2 separate regions of the Zea mays genome follow, and region 2 is linked to region 1. The links are chromatin contacts, called in public Hi-C maps. All regions are on one chromosome and are shown on one strand. The core of a region is the stretch at or near the end of the contact, and the rest is flanking DNA. Distances in the headings are between cores, read along the strand shown. Region 1 holds the start of LOC100191580. Region 2 has its middle 43 kb from the start of LOC103629418.

Region 1 (5,876 bases), core at 492-2,991:
GAGCAAAGGGTCATCCAAAGACACCTCTGGTCTGGCGCACCGGACTGTCCGGTGTGCCACCGGACAGTGTCCGGTGCACCACCGGACATGTCCGGTGCACCAGAGGACTCCAACTCGAACTCGCCACCTTCGGGAATTTTCAGAGGCACTCGCGCTATAATTCACCGGACTGTCCGGTGTACACCGGACAGTGTCCGGTGTGCCAAGGAGAAGCGGCCTCAGGAACTCGCCAGCTTCGGGAATCTCCAACGGCTAGTCCGCTATAATTCACCGGACATGTCCGGTGTGCACCAGACTGTCCGGTGCAACTCCGAAGCAACGGCTATCCGGCGCCAACGGCTACCTGCGATGCATTTATTGCGCGCGCAGCGCGCGCAGAAGTCAGAGTCGCCCATACTGGCGCACCGGACAGGGAACAGTGCATGTCCGGTGTGCACCGGACATCCAGGCGGGCCCACAAGTCAGAAGCTCCAACGGTCAGAATCCAACGGCAGTGATGACGTGGCGGGGGCACCGGACATGTCCGGTGTGCACCGGACTGTCCGGTGCGCCATCGAACAGACAACCTCCCAACGGCCACTTTTGGTGGTTGGGGCTATAAATACCCCAACCACCCCACCATTCATGGCATCAAAGTTTTCCACTTCTCAACCACTTACAAGAGCTAGGCATTCAATTCTAGACACACCAAAGAGATCAAATCCTCTCCAATTCCACTCAAGGCTTTAGTGACTAGCGAGAGAGATTTGCCGTGTTCTTTTTGAGCTCTTGCGCTTGGATTGCTTCTTTTCTTTCTCACTTGTTCTTGTGATCAAAACTCCATTATAATCGAGGCAAGAGGCACCAAGTGTGTGGTGGCCCTTGCGGGAAAGTTTTGTTCCCGGTTTGATTTGAGAAGAGAAGCTCACTCGGTCCGAGGGACCGTTTGAGAGAGGGAAGAGTTGAAAGAGACCCGGCCTTTGTGGCCTCCTCAACGGGGAGTAGGTTTGCAAGAACCGAACCTCGGTAAAACAAATCCACGTGTCACACTCTTCATTTGCTTGCGATTTGTTTTTCACCCTCTCTCGCGGACTAGTTTATATTTCTAACGCTAACCCGGCTTGTAGTTGTGTTTATATTTATAAATTTCAGTTTCGCCCTATTCACCCCCTCTAGGCGACTATCAATGGTTCTCAACACTTAGAACCGAGACCGTTGTGGGCCGGCCTTTGTAAGTGTCTATAAGTACGACTGCATTCGTATGGAGAAAGGGAGAAATGAATTGGTAACAGAAATACTCACCGTGTTCGCGTGTGATTGTTTTTCTACAGCGACGAGACGACCGCAGCGATGTCCTTGTCGTGCTCACGTCCCGGCGTAGACCAGCAGCGACGGCCACGGACAGGAAGCGACGGACCAAATTTCTGCAACCGTTGGATTAGGCCTGCCAGCGCCTCTTCGGCAGTGGTTGGGCTATCGTCCTTCAAGTGCTGATCGTGGGCCATTCGGTCTCGGCCCATGAGTCCGGAACGCACAGCGCTCCGAAGGAAAAACACTCCGCCCGCCGAAAAGAGAACCCAACCAAAGCCGCCCCCACCCCGACCAAACCGCCCGAGCCGGCGCCAGCCTAGCCCACGCTGTTGGCCTCCAGCCTCCTTCCTCTGCCTCTCCCAGTCGCCCCCGTCCCTTTCCCCCCTCGACGTCGTCAACCCACTACCCACCGCACCCCACCTCTACCCTCACGCGCTGCTGGTAGCCCGCAGCTACCTGCCTCCCTTCTTGCACCCACCGCTGCCGTCCTGCCCAGATCCCGCTCGCCGGTGGTGCTCCCCTCCCCCCGCGCCGCTGGCGCCGCCGGAGCGAGGGGGACTGCCCAAACCCTAGTGGGAGTTGGAGACTAGGAGGAAGGGCGCGAGATCCGGCGGCGGCCACCCCGATGGGGGACTTCAACGTCGCGCTGGTGATCGTGGCGGCGGTGGTCAGCGTGCTGGTGCTGCTCGTCAGCGTCTACCTGCTCGTCAACTACCAGCACCCCGACGACGTCAACCAGGCCTACTTCCCCAAGCTCGTCGTCGTGCTCGGCCTCACCGTCGCCGTCCTCTCAATCCTCATGCTCCCTGCCGACGTCGCCAATCGCCAGGCCTGCCGCAAGGCCGTCTACAACGGCGCCTGCAGTCTCACGCTCCCCATGAGGACGCTCTGGCTCGTCGTCTACATCGTAGACGCCGTCCTCGTCTTCCTCGTCATCCCCTTCGCCATGTTCTACTACGAGGGCGACCAGGACAAGTAACTTCCCCCCTCGCCGCTTCCCCCCTCCCCCCTTGCCTGCGTTTCCATCCGTTCTTCTTCATTCCCGCTGCTGATTTGGATCTGCCTTCCCTGCAGGTCCGTCGGGAAGAGGCTCAGGACTGCGCTCATCTGGGTCGTCGCGTCCGCGGTGGTGTGCGGCCTCGTCCTCGGCATTCTATACGGTGCGCGCGGATCAATCCATGCTTCCCCCATTCCTCTCTCACCCCCACTCAGGATGCTCTTATGATTTCTACAGGATTGGAGTGAGATTCTGAATACTACTACCATTTTAGTGTAGTTCAGTTAAAAAAAGTGGCATCTGTTGCCCGAACCTTGTCGTGGGTTCCAGTGTTGCATTTGGGTTCGAATCGACACGACAATTTTGAGCTCTGCCCCCCACCCCCACCCACACAACTGCTCAGATCTGGAATTCTGTACCCTTCCTCTCAAGGATTTTGTGAGCTTAGTTTGTACTCCCTCCGTTCTCGATCGAGTATTTGTCGCCCGCTAGTTCATTTTTGAACTAAAACACGACAAATTTAAAAAACGGAGGGAGTATTTCTTTCTGCTGTGTATATGTGTTGTGAGATTACATAGGCATTCGTTTACACAACAAAAAAATAGTTTGCCTCTTGTGTTACAGTCATATGACTAATGAGATAAAAATGTACTGTTTCTTTGACAGCTACAATTGTATAGGATGGGTTGCCCTGATAGTAACCTTACTTTTACCTTTAATACAGATCCTATTGCTCAAATTACTGATCATTAACAACATGAGATGGTTATGGCTAAAAATTTATGTCATCAAGTGATCACCGGATATCATTGAGTTCCTAAGTTCCAGCAATATCAAGCCTTTTCAGTCTTGTGATGGTGTGTGTGTGTGTTTACCTAAGTAGGCTGATTCCATCTCCATTTGGCACTTCAGGACTTGTTGGTAAAGTGGACTTCACTGTGAGGCACCTATCTTCATCGGTCCAGACATTTCCAAACTCATTTTCTGGATTCTCAAGTGGCCAGCCTTGCTTTAGTCCATTGACTCGTCAGGTTAGTCATTGAAATATGAAATTACCATTTTCTTTGTCGATGACTTTTAGTCTCTTTCTGCTGTCTTTATGTTTTCGCCGAATGAGCACTAGTCTCTGACTCCATCAATTTGTCAGTATCCTTAGTTCTCTACTTCCCCACTTTATCCAACAATTAGGCCTAGAGATTTGTTGACTAGTTGCAACTGACCTCTGTCTTGTGTTTTCAGTGTGCGGCTTCTACTGCACCGGCTAACTCGCAAACAACTTGGACAATGCGTGCTACCTTCCCTGAATATGTGGTTGCTCTTACTACAATTGTTGGATCTGTGCTTTTCACGGTGAGTTCATTTTCAACTCAATGGTTTGTTTTATGTACATTTTGTGTATAGGTATTGCTCTGTTCAAATTCGCCAAATTTTTTTTAGATATGGAAAGTTGATTGTGAAATAAGAACACTGCTCACCTGTCATTTAGTACTGCTATAACCTGTAACCATGCTGTAATCGTTCTGCAATTTTTTCTTTCATTCTGCTAACTATACCTTTTCTTTTTGGTAGATATTTGGTGGTGTCGGAATTGCCTGCCTTCCATTGGGACTTATATTCTCATTTGTTCGTCGTCCAAAAGCTGTAATTACACGCTCACAATATATAAAGGTGGGCATACATTCTCATGTACAACATTTTGATCATAACGGAAAAACGGATGCTTGTGTCTCTTGTGATCAATCTTTTTGTTGCTATAGTAATTATTGATTGTTCGGATATCAATGTTTCTTGAGGTTAAACATGTATCCTGCAGGAAGCAACTGAACTGGGAAAGAAGGCCAGGGAGTTAAAAAAAGCTGCTGAAGCCCTACACCAAGAAGAAAGAAGTGGGAACAAGGGCCGGAAATGGCGCAAAAATGTGAAGGCTTTAGAAAAGGTACATATTGTATTGAAATTGCTCTTTCCACACATTGGTAATGTTTGTATGTTACTTTTACAAAAATGACAACTATATTTATCCTTTTACATGTGGTGTCATAAAATAATCCCAAGAGATTAGTTAATGTCATTTGTCCTTTACAGTTGTAGGCATGCTACTTCAAATACGTAAAAGTTATGTACCTATTTGTTTGGTGCAATGGTAACAACCTGGGTCCCTGAGGGTGTCACTACTGGGGAATGCTGCGCTTTGCAATACTTTAGTCATGTCTGTCGATGATCAGAATAAAGAAGTTATCACTTCCAAAACTTTGGCTTAAAGAAAACTTGGAAGTATTTTTAACATGTATTTATAGAAGTCATTGCATTTTGGAGTTTTAGTGGTTAACAAGTTCTCTAGTTGAGTTAGTGTGAATGTGCATGCCATATTATGCTTGTGTGGTGTTCATATGGAATCATGGTCCTTAATTATTGTAGTGTAGACCTTTTCCCCAATGTTCCTGCCATATCTTTTTTTTGGTATTGTAGTGAACTAGTGACACTGACTGCTAAACTCGCTGTTTCAAATATCAGGAGTTATTACTCCTGGAAGATGACATGAAGGCTCTAGAAGAGATGTATCCTCAAGGAGAACAGGTAATCCGATGTAAATTCTCATGTCATATGTTTTTATGTGTAATATTCTCTCCCTGACACCTGTTATGGTACAGGCTGAGGCTACTTGGGCATTCACAGTTCTTGGGTACATCGGGAAACTTCTATTTGGTGTTGTTGGGTGGGTGCAAAACCTTTGTGCTGTACTTGTCTTGTTTCTTAATCAAGTGTACTTTCCCAATTGATCTGTTCAAAACATTGTTGTGCTTGCAGGTTAATTGTTTCAATAGCTTGGGTTGCACATATTGTCATATACTTGTTGATTGATCCTCCTCTATCTTCTTTCCTGAATGAAGTCTTCATAAAGTTGGATGGTGTTTGGGGTATCTTCTGATCTTCCATTCTTGTCAACTTATGCTGCTGAGCCGAACAAATTCAATTAATCTTCTGATTTATGTACCAGGTCTGCTTGGGACTGCTGCTTTCGCATTCTTCTGCTTCTATCTTCTTATTGCAGTGATTGCTGGGGAGATGATGCTTGGATTGAAGCTAGTTTTTATCACAATTCACCCGATGAAGTAACCAGCTGATACCTGGGCATGCTATTTTTTCTGCAGTTTTATTTTTTCAATATCACTAACAAACAAATCAATTTGTTTCAGATGGGGAGGCACTTTAATGAACTCCTTCCTGTTTAATGTTGGGCTCATACTACTTTGCTCCATCAGGTATGCCATCAATGCCTTCCTTTTGGCACACATGTTAGGCAACATGATTTGTATCTGAAGTTGTTTTTTAATCTTTCATTTGGAAAGACAATCGTAGTCAGTTAGAAATTAGAATGCCTCAACCATGGCAAATGGAACTAGAATTGTTTTCCTATGTTGTTGCATGTACTGAAGATGAAATGGCTTCTATATGAGCATGAATTTTGTTGAGTTGATTGGTTTATTTTTCTTGTTTAAAGAAATATCATAGCCCTTCCATGAGTATTGACTGCCTATTTTTGTCGACTTCACATTTCATGATAGTCCTCTATCCCTCTTAATCTAATTAT
Region 2 (5,756 bases), core at 1,605-4,104, 110 kb after region 1:
GGAGTTCGCCGTCTTCCAGGTCTTAGCCCGAGTCCGAGCCCTGGGGTCGGGCGGAGCGGAGTTCGCCGTCTTCCGGGTCTTAGCCCGAGTCCGAGCCCTGGGGTCGGGCGGAGCGGAGTTCGCCGTCTTTCGGGTCTTAGCTCGAGTCCGAGCCCTGGGGTCGGGCGGAGCGGAGTTCGCCGTCTTCCGGGTCTTAGCCCGAGTCCGAGCCCTGGGGTCGGGCGTTGCGGAGTTCGCCGTCTTCCGGGTCTTAGCCCGAGTCCGAGCCCTGGGGTCGGGCGGAGCGGAGTTCCCTATGGCGCCCCTGGCGAGGCCTGACTGCCTGTCAGACTCACTCTATCGAGTGGCACTGCAGTCGGAGTGGCGCAGGCGGCGCTGTCCTTCTGTCAGACCGGTCAGTGGAGCAGCGGAGTGACGGTGGTCACTTCGGCTCTGCCGGGGGGCGCGCGTCAGGATAGAGGTGTCAGGCCACCTTTGCGTTAAATGCCCCTGCAACTCGGTCAGTCGGTGCGGCGATTTAGTCAGGGTTGCTTCTTAGCGAAGCCAAGGCCTCGGGCGAGCCGGAGATGTGTCCGCCGTTAAAAGGGGGGCCTCAGGTGAGACGGAAGTCCCTCGAGGTCGGCTGCCCGAGTCCGAGGCTAGGCTCGGGTGAAGCGTGATCGAGTCACTCGTATGGACTGATCCCTGACTTAATCGCACCCATCAGGCCTCTGCAGCTTTATGCTGATGGGGGTTACCAGCTGAGAATTAGGCGTCTTGAGGGTACCCCTAATTATGGTCCCCGACAAGTGCGCTAACGAGTCTAGCGGAGAAGAGCTAGTGCCCTAAGTACATGCCGTCGTGGTAGCCGGAGAGGTTTTGGCACCCTGTTCGTGTGATGTCGTGGCCATCGGAGGAGCGCTGGGGCCTGGCGGAAGGACAGCTGTCGGGGCTATCGAGTCATTGCTGACGTCTCCTTGCTTTCGTAAGGGGGCTGAGAGCCGCCATCGTCATGGAGCATGCGGGGCGCCATCATTACTTGTTTACCGGGGCGAGCCAGATGGGACGCCGGTCTTGTTCCCCGTAGCCAGAGCTAGCTAGGGGTAGGGTAATGATGGCCCCTCCTATGATGTGGTCGGTCCGAGCCCTGGGTTGGGCGAGGCGGAGGCTCCTCCGAGGTCGAGGTCGAGTCTGTCTTCCGAGGCCGAGGTCGAGTCCAAGCCCCTGGGTCGGGCGAGGCAGAGACCGTCGGCTGAGGCCAGGGCTGAGTCCGAGCCCTGGGGTCGGGCGAGGCAGAGTTCGTCGTCTTCCGGGGCTGAGCCCGAGTCCGAGCCCTAGGGTCGGGCGAGGCGGAGTTCGTCGTCTTCCGGGGCTGAGCCCGAGTCCGAGCCCTGGGGTCGGGCGAGGCGGAGTTCGTCGTCTTCCGGGGCTGAGCCCGAGTCCGAGCCCTGGGGTCGGGCGAGGCGGAGCTTCCTATGGCGCTCGAGGCCGGACTTGGTTGCTGTCAGCCACACTCTGCCGAGTGGCGCAGCAGTCGGAGCGGCGCAGGCGGCGCTGTCCTTTTGTCAGGCCGGTCAGAGGAGCGGCGAAGTGACTGCGGTCACTTCGACTCTGTTGACTAAAGGGCGCGCGTCAGGATAAAGGTGTCAGGCCACCTTTGCATTAAATGCTCCTGCGATACGGTCGGTCGGCGTGGCGATCAGGCCAAGGTTGCTTCTTGGCGAAGACTGGGCCTCGGGCGAGCCGAAGGTGTGTCCGTTGCTTGAGGTGGCCCTCGGGCGAGACGTGAATCCTCCGGGGTCGGCTGCCCTTGCCCGAGGCTGGGCTCGGGCGAGGCGAGATCGTGTCCCTTGAGTGGACCGAGCCTTGACTTAATCGCAGCCATCAGGCCTTTGCAGCTTTGTGCTGATGGGGGTTACCAGCTGAGATTAGGAGTCTTGGGGGTACCCCTAATTATGGTCCCCGACAGTTACACATTGGTCTTGATGTGTGGACTTGTCAAGATGTGGAACCTAGAAAAGTTAATGAATAAGAAACCTAGAGAACAAAGGGGTTGATGTTGGAAATGTCCTCTCTGTAACAAAAATGGAGAAAAAACAGGGAGGACTTTCCCATGTCCCCTATGCGGTAACAAGCACCCTAATCAGGGGCACAAGCCGCTTCTATCAGTTGTGGCTCCTGGTCATGGGATGTCGCTATATAAAGGAGATTTAGGATCAGCGTGAACTCCAACATGTTCAGACGCCTGCTACCCTAGCCACCACATTCATCCTAGGTCTCGATCACCTTGCGCCTTCCCAGCGACCATAAACACCATAGCCAATAGCCATGGTTTCCACAGAGCTTACCACCCCACAGGGCTAGGCACTGAGAAGCCCTTGTTGTCCCTCTAATCACGAAAAGGAAACAATCGGAGCAGGCATGCGACAAGATGGTGGAGCACGCCAAAGTGGAGGAGGAGATGGCGCACCGGCAAGAAGCATCCGCTATCGCCACCGCCGCCCTCAACGCAAATAAAGAAGGTATGGCTAGTGGTTTACATATTCAGTAGATTATGATCTCACACATCATAGAGGTAGAGTCTCGGGTTGGCTTTCTAGGGACTTAGGCAACATTGAGAGGGTCAAATTAATCTATCAATGTATACCAGTACAATGCCAGTGCGTTGCGGCATCCCATAAACATTCGATAAAATATTAGCGTACAATGATTACATGAAAACTATTAATCACAAATCATTTGCCTACAAAACAATACAAAACTAAACTCAGGATCCAGAGAGCCTCCTCTCCCTCGGTTGTTCAGCCACACATCATTGCGTCGGCGCCTCATCTTCCTCTCACTCAGCTGTCTGCCCCGCTGCCTACAGAGACGCATGGTGGCGGAGAGTAGCGGCAGCGGTTCAAGACGCTTGCTGATGAGGGAAGGTCGATGTCCTCTACGGTGGTGCGGAAGAATCCGAGTGAGTGAGACGGAGGCAGGGAAAGAGATGGAAAGTTAGTGGTTTATGGCTTACCTTATTTGATCATGCAATATGTAAGATTTATTTTATATGGTTGTTAAATGTATATATATGCTTCACGTGACCCATGAAACTCATGCTTTAAAGCGGTAAAGAAAGACACGGAAATGGTCTTGAGAGTTGAAATCATCATGAGCCAAAACACCCGAAACCAAACCCGTTCATTTTTTTACAGCAAAAGTTATGATGCCGCCTGGCGGTCGATGATGCTGAGCTAGCTGGTGATGATGCTGAGCTAGCTGGGGTGTACTGTACGTCTTCCCAACCGTTTTGGCAGCGACTAGAAGGGAAAAGATAATAACACGTGTGGCTGTAGTAGATTGATTTCGCGTGTCATTGATTGCGCGTGCAACACTATAGACAAGACAACAGACCAGCTTTTGTAAACGATTACGAATCGTCTTCGTCGCTCACCTTGAAAGTTTAAGGCTGCTGCTTTTGTAATAAAAAAACGTCTGCGTCGTCGTTGCTGCTAGCTTCCGTTCCCGTCAACCGTCATAAAATGTTTCTCAAGATTTTTTCAGGGGCTTGGATGTATGGCTATAGATGGTTTTGGCGAGATTTTTTGTAGGCATCACGGATTTGTTTGTCTCTGAAAGTTTGGTTGCCTCCTTTTTAGAATGCGACCCCGGCCGGCCCCCTAGTACTTTCTACGTTTGCTATATATGGAAATTGCTGGTTCGTGTGAAGTTTTTCATGACATTTCTACGTTCAGGGAATTAAGGAAATTATATATATATATATATATATATATATATATATATATATATATATATATATATATATATATATATATATATATTAAAAAAACCGAACCTCTACCTACATAATAAAGGGAAACACAAAAACCGTCAAAAACCGCTCCACATTTAAAAAATTTCAAAAAATTCATAAAAAACGAAAACTGCCGGTAAACCGTTTTTTGGACCGGTAAACCACCATTTTTTGCGAGAAACCGGATTCGATGCCAAGATTGAGTTCCAATTTAGGCATTTAGTGGTCAGCTTAGACATATTAGTCTTGTTTACTGTTATATGTTATATGTGAAAATGTTACATGCTATATGTAAAGATGATTTACTGTTAAATGTTATTTTTTGCCCAGTTAAGTGCTATATGTGAAGATGTTATATGATATATATGAAGATGTTATATGTTATATGTAAAGATGAGTTAGTATTGTTATATATGTGATGTCTTATGGTTTAAGGATTAGTTATTGGTAAATATGTTATGGTTTAGTTATTGTTAAATGTGAATGTCCAATAGTTTATGGTTTAGTTATTGTTTCAAGATTCTTACCATGATACGCCTCATTCACAACAATAAACAATAAGCGGTCGACGTCGTTCGGTTTTATTTCCTGTCCAAGATGGAATCCGTAGCTCAAGTAGCTCTAGTTCTTCTAACTATGCGCCTGGTCAAAACTCAATCTATAACTGTTTTGCATGGCAATGGTAACCGGGACAGGGACCACCAGGCAAAGTACAACCATCGATCATGTATGGGTATGGAAACTATGGACCCCCTCCACCGCCATATTCAAATATGTATCAACCAGGACCACAGTATGGGTATGGACATGTTCCCGCTGCACCAGTATGTTATTTTTGCTTCGTCAATAAGTATTTATTTCTCGTTCTTGTTTTTCTCGCTAATATATCTCATATCTTTTGTATAGAAATATCACTATCACTATGATATATTGGAACCATATCACGATCTTTCCAACATGCCTAGGTACTATAACTATGACTCAAGCCGAATATATGAGTATTGTGAAACAAGTCGACCTATGTGTCGTTGGAGAGCTTGCGAAGTTTGTTGGTTGTTTGTTGCATGAGAACTGAAGTTTGTGGTTGCATATGTATGTTGTATATTATTTTTATGAATATATGTCGTGTGGATCAATTAATATTTACTGTGCAATGTGAATTGAGCAAATTACAAATAAATTCTGTCAAATTTAGCATTTTTCTGTAAAAAACAACAAAAATTGGTTCATTTTCATGGAAAATCGGTGGTTTACCGCTGGTTTTTCGTCGCTAAACCAGTACGAATTTAAATTTAGTTGGATTGTACAAACCGGTTGTTTTTACGGGTTTTCATCGGTTTACCGACGGTAAACCATAACCGGTGGGTAACAATTTTTTTACTTAAAACGGTTTTGTAAACCCAGTCGGTGATGTTCTGAGCTAGCTGTGGCGTGCTCTTTCCAGCCGTTTTGGCAGCGATTCCTTTTTCTTTTCATTTCTTAGGCAATTCTGTTTTATTTGAGTTTTATCTTCATTAAATATTTTGCCACATAAGCAAGTGTGATCACATGTCAAAATCTAATAAGAAGATAGATGGAGAGAGTTTCACCATGGATGAGAGGTTTTAGTCTAGATAAAACTAAGAATACACAATTTTATAGGTAAAACTTGATGTGACATTTTAAAAAAAAAACCGTGCACCGGAAATAGCCTTAGGGCATGTCCAAGCTTGACCCCTTGGATTGGTTTTTAAGTATAAGCAGGTATAACAAGGTGATGTAGCCGGACTGCAAGATATGCCACATCATATTTATGGTCATGTGCAAGAAAGATAAATTGAGAGAGAATGAAAGCGAGCTGCTCACTAGTAGCTAACTGGAAGCAGATGCTCACGAACTCTAAGACAATTGTATGAGCAAAAAATGAGCCAAATATTTAAAATACAACTTGTGTTATTGTATGACTAGACTTTAGTTGGCTACATATAATATGACAACGTCA

Evidence for each region. A called contact is a pair of places that touch in the nucleus more often than the background predicts.
Region 2: a Hi-C map of leaf shows a contact between it and region 1, with 4 times the contacts expected there. The contact joins the enhancer-like site here to the promoter of LOC100191580 in region 1. A contact is called at or near these places in 5 of 25 Hi-C or Micro-C datasets (bundle sheath, endosperm and leaf).

The regions. Positions count from the first base shown.
Region 1 is chr6:72,617,197-72,623,072 of Zm-B73-REFERENCE-NAM-5.0, forward strand. It overlaps LOC100191580, which reads left to right and starts at 1,742. Exons shown (of 14, transcript NM_001137010.1): 1 at 1,742-2,265; 2 at 2,365-2,450; 3 at 3,200-3,318; 4 at 3,527-3,637; 5 at 3,857-3,955; 6 at 4,101-4,223; 7 at 4,799-4,861; 8 at 4,936-5,000; 9 at 5,093-5,202; 10 at 5,283-5,397; 11 at 5,482-5,547. The coding sequence starts at 1,916.
Region 2 is chr6:72,729,152-72,734,907 of Zm-B73-REFERENCE-NAM-5.0, forward strand. No RefSeq gene overlaps it. Among protein-coding and RNA genes, the nearest start is that of LOC103629418, 43 kb to the left of the region's middle. Within about 2 kb of position 2,855, at least 9 of the 20 cell types and tissues checked have an H3K27ac peak or open chromatin away from gene starts, as enhancers often do. A contact at or near this core is called in bundle sheath, endosperm and leaf, where this site is marked.